2 separate regions of the Sus scrofa genome follow, and region 2 is linked to region 1. Evidence: chromatin contacts called from public Hi-C data. All regions are on one chromosome and are shown on one strand. The core of a region is the stretch at or near the end of the contact, and the rest is flanking DNA. Distances in the headings are between cores, read along the strand shown. Region 1 holds the start of EPOP (elongin BC and Polycomb repressive complex 2-associated protein). Region 2 holds the start of ARHGAP23 (rho GTPase-activating protein 23).

Region 1 (3,027 bases), core at 215-2,714:
GTGAAGGCCCTGCCCCCAGAGATCGGAGGTGGAAGAGAGGAGGGGTTGGAATCTATGTCATTAAGCGTTTTTCCTCGGTTAAGCCTTCTCCTGACTCCAGCTCTTGGTCCTCTCCAAAGGATGAGAGGGAGGGGGTGTCACCTCGACCAGTTAGGTGCTTGAAGATCACTGTCATCTGAGGTCCCTCTGACCACAGCCCATAAAACCTAAAGGGGACAGGCGAAGGTGAGAAACGAGGCTCTAGCCTTGAGCGCGCAGTTTGGCTGTGGCCCCCACTTTTCCCCCTTGGCAGGCAGAAGAGGTCTCACGCTCAGAGTTGCTCCAAGTTGATGCCCCAGAATTTGAGGCCGGGGGGCTCAGGCACAGCGGGACCCCCGATCTGCCACCTCCACAATGGGTGGGCAGGCGGGGGTTTAGAGTCTCCCTGGAGGCGAAGCGAGGATGCGGGCCCTAAGTCTCCGTCCTCCCCCACCACCAAGGCCGGGGGACAGGGGAAGCAATCGAGGAGGCTGAAGGTGCTCGTGGTGGGGAGCGTCGGCGCAGGGCGACGGGGCTGCGCGCTGCGCTGGGGGGGCGCCGGCCGCCGGCGTTTCTTGGCGGCTCCCCGGGCGGGCCCTTTGGCTGGCGGCCGCTCGGGCCCCCGGCGCAAACTCGGAGTGTCGAGGGCGAAGCCCTTCGCGTAACACCAAAGTTTCGACCGGCGGATCAGACGATCGAAATGTTCCTGGCGGAGATCGCCGGGCGCGGCCGCAGCTCCGCTGGCCGTCGAGGGGCTGGCGGCCGGTGCCTCGGGGGCGGCCTTCGGGGGGTTTCCATCGACTGCGGCCGTTTGGCCCGGCAGGGGCGGCTCCGGCGCGGCCCGGGGCCCCGCCGGCTCAGAGGAGAGGCCCGCAGGTGGCGGCGGAGGCCGGGAACCGGGATCCTGATGCGGGCTGGCGGCGAAGCCAGGCTGGGAGTCGAGACCGGGGGCTGGCCTAGGCGGAGCTGAGGCGGAGCTGGTCGGAGATTCCCGAGGGCGCCGGGGCGCCGGGCAGCGGCCGGGAGGTAAACCGGAGCGAGCGCCGAAGTGCGGGAAACTGCCTCCGCCCTCTTCCTCCTCGCTGCGGCCCCGGCACACTGCGGCGTCGGCATCCTGGCGGGCCGGGGAATTGGGATCGCTGGACCGCCCGGCCTGTCCCGCGAGGTGCTTCAGGCCATCCGGGGCCCAGCCGCCGGTGCACAGGGGGGCGCGAGGGCCCAGCAGCACCGGGGCCCGCGGCGCCAGCTCCCCAGGCCCCAGGCCCAGAGAGGACGCCCGGGGTTTGGCAAGGGCGCAGAAGGCAAGGGCACGCAGGCACAGCGGAGAGAACTCCTGGGTCCCCCGACGCGGCTTCCGGGGTGTGGGGGAGCAGGGCGACCCTCGCGGGGACGCCGGCACTGCGAGGCGGGGAGCGGGGCACAGAGTCTCCATGGAACCGCCCGGGGGGTTGCCCACTGCGGGGGTCCTGGTCCCAGCGGCGGGATGCCCTGGCTGCCCGAAGAGCCCAAGGGCGAGGGGAACATCGCCCCCCCTCGACGGGGAGGTCTCTGCTCACGGGCGCCCCCGGCCCGTACCCCTGGGCCGCGGAGCTCTGGCTCCCTCTTCGATCTTGTCACGCGGCCCTCCCGGCGGCCGGACTCCTGGGTCCCTGCGAGTCCCGGCGCGGTGGGCCGCCCTTCCTGCCGCCGCGATCCCTGCGCAGCCCGGGCGGGAGCCCCCTCTCGAGTTGCCCGGAGCGCAGAGGTTGGGGAAACAAAGCGGCTGGCGGCCGCGGGAGGCGGGAAGGACCCCGGGCCCGGCACCCGGTGCCCGGGCCCAGGCGGCGGGGAGGGCGCCTTCCGCCCGCTCGGCTTCTTTCTTCCCCGCTGGCTCCCGGAGACCGCGTTATAGAGAACTGCCCCCTCGCTGCCCCAATACCAGCGCCGGGGCCGCGAGCCCGCCGCTGATTGGGCGGCACTGCCTGTGACGTTGGCCCGGACCCCACCCCTCCAGCGGCACCGCCCCCGTCCCCATTCCTCACACAGACACACACACGTGGACCCGGCGCGGCGGCGGCTGGGAGGGAGGAAAGGAGGCTGCGTGCGCGGGTGGGATCGCAGGGGGCGAAACGCGCCGCTGCACGTGGCGCGGTGGCGTCCTGGTGTTCAGTCACTGCAAAGCACTTCATTTTTTCCCTTAGCAGTCATGGTTTTCGCATCCGTAAAATGGGAATCTTCATATCTACTCGCAGGGGGCTAAGTGAATCCACATAGGTGAATCTCAAAAAGACAAAGTTGAAAGAAAAGAAGAAAAGAGGTTTGGAAGCTTTGCACAGCAGGGACTCCTGCGGGCAGAATGTTCTTAACCTCTCAGCTTCGGTGGCCTAGAACAGTGCCTGGCACACAGTGGGCTCAAGAAATGTTGAATGAAGAGTTAGGAATTCAGTAAGTGTGTGCAGGATGAAAAAAAAAAAAAAAAGGAATCAATTCGGAGAGAGGGAGAATTATAACGCCCACGGAAGACAGTAAATAGTCTTCCATTTCTAGTTTCTAAATGGCCCCTTGAGCAAATTCTGAGGGACTGACTCTGCAGCCCCCTGGCAGATCCCAAGACTCTGCCTTCTGAGGCCTGAAATTCCAAAATACGTTGAGGAGACCAGAAGGGACACACAGACTCTCTTCTTATCTCCCCCAGGAAGAGGAAAGCAAAGAGAACGGGAATTCCAGTACAAATTCCGATAACTGGAGGATCCCATCCCCTCAGCTTGTTCTGTCCCCTTATCCTTCTTTAGTTTCTGTAGAGCTTACTGGTGTATGAAAATCTGTGAATGTATTTCTTCTTTTTTGTCTGTCTCTTCCATTAGTCTGGAAATGAGCGGCTGAGAATGTTGTCTTCATCACTGCTGCCTCCCCACTGCCTATAACAGTGCCCAGATGTCATAGGTGTTCAATATGTATTTGTAAGTGAATGAATGACTATGCCTCTCATCCCCCAAATATGCAGAAAAATTGTTATGAGCTCATGGAATA
Region 2 (3,027 bases), core at 135-2,634, 230 kb before region 1:
ATATGCCACAGGTGCAGCCGTAAAAATAAAATAAACGTATGATTTAAAAACAAGTCAATATCTTCTTCAGGCTTACAGGACTAGGGATGGCCTAGCTGGTGTCTGGGCCACAGCAGCCCCCTACAGGGCCTAAGTCCCTGATTGTCATGGGGTGAGGGGGTCCAGGGCTTGGGGCTGATTTGTTCTCAGCAGTCAGGGGGGTGGTAAAGCACATAGATTTTATGAGGCTCATTGCCCCAGAGGAGGGGGGCCATTCCAATAGGCAGAGGTGGCCTTCTCACTTTCACTGCCTGCCTTCCCCTAATCCTATTCCTATTGATCTGTGGCTTCTGCCTTCCCTTCTTCACAATCTGGGTGAAAGAATGCAGGAGACCTTTAAAATGACAAGAAGGCATGGAAAGAGGCAAGCATAGGCTTTCCCCCTATAGAAAATAGGAGGTAGTAAGGATGTCAGTTAGAGAGCAAAAGAACTTGGCAGCAGAAACTAAAGACTGAGGGACAGTCCCTTCCCAGACCATCAGGGGATGGGCTGCAGGGCTCTTGCTTGGGGGCAGGGAACTGAGAATCTGACTCAGGACCCCGGTGGGTCTTCGGGTCCAGCTCAGAGCGAAGCCGAGAAGGGAAGCTGGAGGGTCTCTGCTCAGAATGTCATCCATTGCAGAGGGGGTCTGTGGACTGTCTAGAGGCCTGAGCCACACTGGGGGTCCGAAGGGCTGGATCACCTGCTTCTCTAGTACAGCCCCCATTTCCCTGCCTGCATGGGATCCTGGGCTGAGACTGCCTCGGAGGGGCGTCCTAGGTTGAGGGGCATGGAGCCCCTGAAGGTCCCCCCCCCGCCCCGCCCCATTCCCTCCCCGGTGGGTATAACCATCACTGTCCTTGTCTCAACCCCCGTGAGTCTCTGGATGGAAGGCTCCCTAAGTCTTTTCTCTTTCCCATTCTTCCAACGTCCCTTCTCTTCATCTTCGTCTCTGATTTCCTCTGCCATTCTCTACCCTGTCTCTGTCTTGTCTGCCTCTCTCATGCTTTCTGTGTCTCTCTGTTCATTTCTGACTGGCTGTGTTTCTCTCCGCCTCCCTTTCCCTTCCTTCCTCCCTCTCTTGGTGCTAGTTCTGGGTTCTGTGCCCTTGTCCTCTTTCCTTGGCCGCTCGGATAACCGTCCACCTAGGCCAGACCCCTGGAGGCCGGCCCAAACTGTCACCCCGAGACCACCTCTCTTCCGTTGGCCGTGTTGCGCCTTCCAGCTCCCCTGCCAGCGTGGGTCCCAGCTTCAGCCCTTTGTACCAGTCGGCTACCCCGGCGAGAGGCAGAGGGTGCGCCCCGTCGGGAACTCAGGGGGCGGGGCGAAGAGACGCCCCACCCCCTCTGCGCTCGGCCCCGCCCCTCCCGGGTCCCGGCCGGCGCCCCTAGCAGTGCCCTGGCCGCAGAGACGCCGCTGCCGCCCGATGAATGGAGTCGCCTTCTGCCTGGTCGGGATCCCGCCCCGCCCGGAGCCCCGGCCCCCTCAGGTGAGGGCACTGAGCCAGGGGAGGGGGCGGATCCAGGCGCTGCCGGGGAGCTGACAGCAGGGCTGGGGTCGCGGCGCCCCCGTTCGGAGGGCACAGCCTGGGGTGCTCAACGCGGACACCGCGGGCACGGCTGCCGGCAACATCTTCTGGTGGCCGGGGAGAGGGCCGGAGCCGGAGCTGCCCTGGGCAGGGGGCGCGGGAAGGAGGAAGGTAGGCAGGGGGCCGAGATGGCGCACGGGACTGCCAGGGCTGGGGGCACCGACCGGAGCGGCGGTGCCAGGCCCCGGGTGGCCAGGCAGCGGGGGCGGGAGGCCCGCGCCTTTTGTCCGGGTTTTTCAGGCGGGGCGCCTGCCGCCGTTTCCTCTGCCCGAGTTTTCGTTTTCCGTTGGCGAGGCCCCGGCACAGCTGGAGGGAGAGGGAGTGGGGGAGGGGGTTCCCGGAGCGGGATGTCCTTGGCCACTGTGGCCGGACACCCCCTCCCTGCGTCACCCTCTCCCCAGGCCTGGCCCGACCCTCACAACGAGCTGCCCGGAGCGGGCCCGCCGCCCCCTAGGTCCTGGGGAAGAGAAGCAGGCCTGGGACCCCCGGGTCCTGCCGGCGCGGCTGCCCTCTCCTCTGCCCCCTCGGACTGGCTGTGGGTGGGTCTGGGCGCGGGGTGCCAGGGGTATTACTCAGCGCTGGGCTGCTTTGCTTGGGTTCTTTCATCTGCCAGCTGCTGAGGCTGGGAGGGGCCAGCAAGGGCCCCCGGGCCCCACTGGGGCCAGCCCTCTACCTCCGAGCCTGCTGGAGCACCCCAACAGTGATTTCCCCTTTCCAAGTGGAAGGGTTGAACACCGACAGCCCAGTGGTTTTCTGAGCTTAGGAGAGAAGGTCCCTGGGGTCCAGGTTGGGATCAAGCCTGGACTGAGGCCTCTTCCTCTTTTGACAGGGCGGGGGGATTTAGGGACATCCCTCCACAACCCTCCCCTCGGAGTTGGAGGTGGGGTCTGGGGCTTTGCAAACTCAGACTGGTGTGTTTCTCAGGAGCTGGAAGTATGCAGCGTTCTCCCTCCGACTCTCCCTCCACCTTTCAGCCAAAGTCTTTCCTAATTACAAACTTGAATTTCAGGATGGACAGGGGATGGAAGTGGAGGTCATTATCCTTGAATCCCTTGGGTCCCCCCACCACACACACACACACACACACACACACACACACACCAACACACACACACACCAACACATACTTCATCTCCTCGGATCTCCACCTCCAGCCCCACCCTGTGGCCCCACTGTGGGTGGAGGGCCTTTGATTCCTTGGGGTTCTCCTTCTCTGCCAGGACAACAGCCCCATTCCCCAAAGTGGCCGCTTTCCCTGAGATGTTCTCATTGGCATGCGATCTGAATCTCCATTACATAACCAGTCATTTTGCCTCCAAACACAGCCCGCAGGCCCCCAGCCTCTTCTTCCACTTGCTCACAAGGTGGTTGGGTCCACCCAAGGTTGCTGGGAGCTCCAAGTTCCCACATGGGAGGCCCC

Evidence for each region. Hi-C and Micro-C count contacts between places; a contact is called where the count stands out from the background.
Region 2: a Hi-C map of retroperitoneal adipose tissue shows a contact between it and region 1, with 1.6 times the contacts expected there. The contact joins the promoter of ARHGAP23 here to the promoter of EPOP in region 1. A contact is called at or near these places in 1 of 5 promoter capture datasets (liver) and 11 of 47 Hi-C or Micro-C datasets (alveolar macrophages, embryonic fibroblasts, fetal liver and 7 more).

What each region holds. Positions count from the first base shown.
Region 1 is chr12:23,433,825-23,436,851 of Sscrofa11.1, reverse strand. It overlaps EPOP (elongin BC and Polycomb repressive complex 2-associated protein), which reads right to left and starts at 1,464. Exons shown (of 1, transcript XM_021067069.1): 1 at 1-1,464. The coding sequence starts at 1,450. The coding sequence ends at 311.
Region 2 is chr12:23,666,296-23,669,322 of Sscrofa11.1, reverse strand. ARHGAP23 (rho GTPase-activating protein 23) reads left to right here and starts at 1,384. Exons shown (of 27, transcript XM_021067077.1): 1 at 1,384-1,508. The coding sequence starts at 1,446.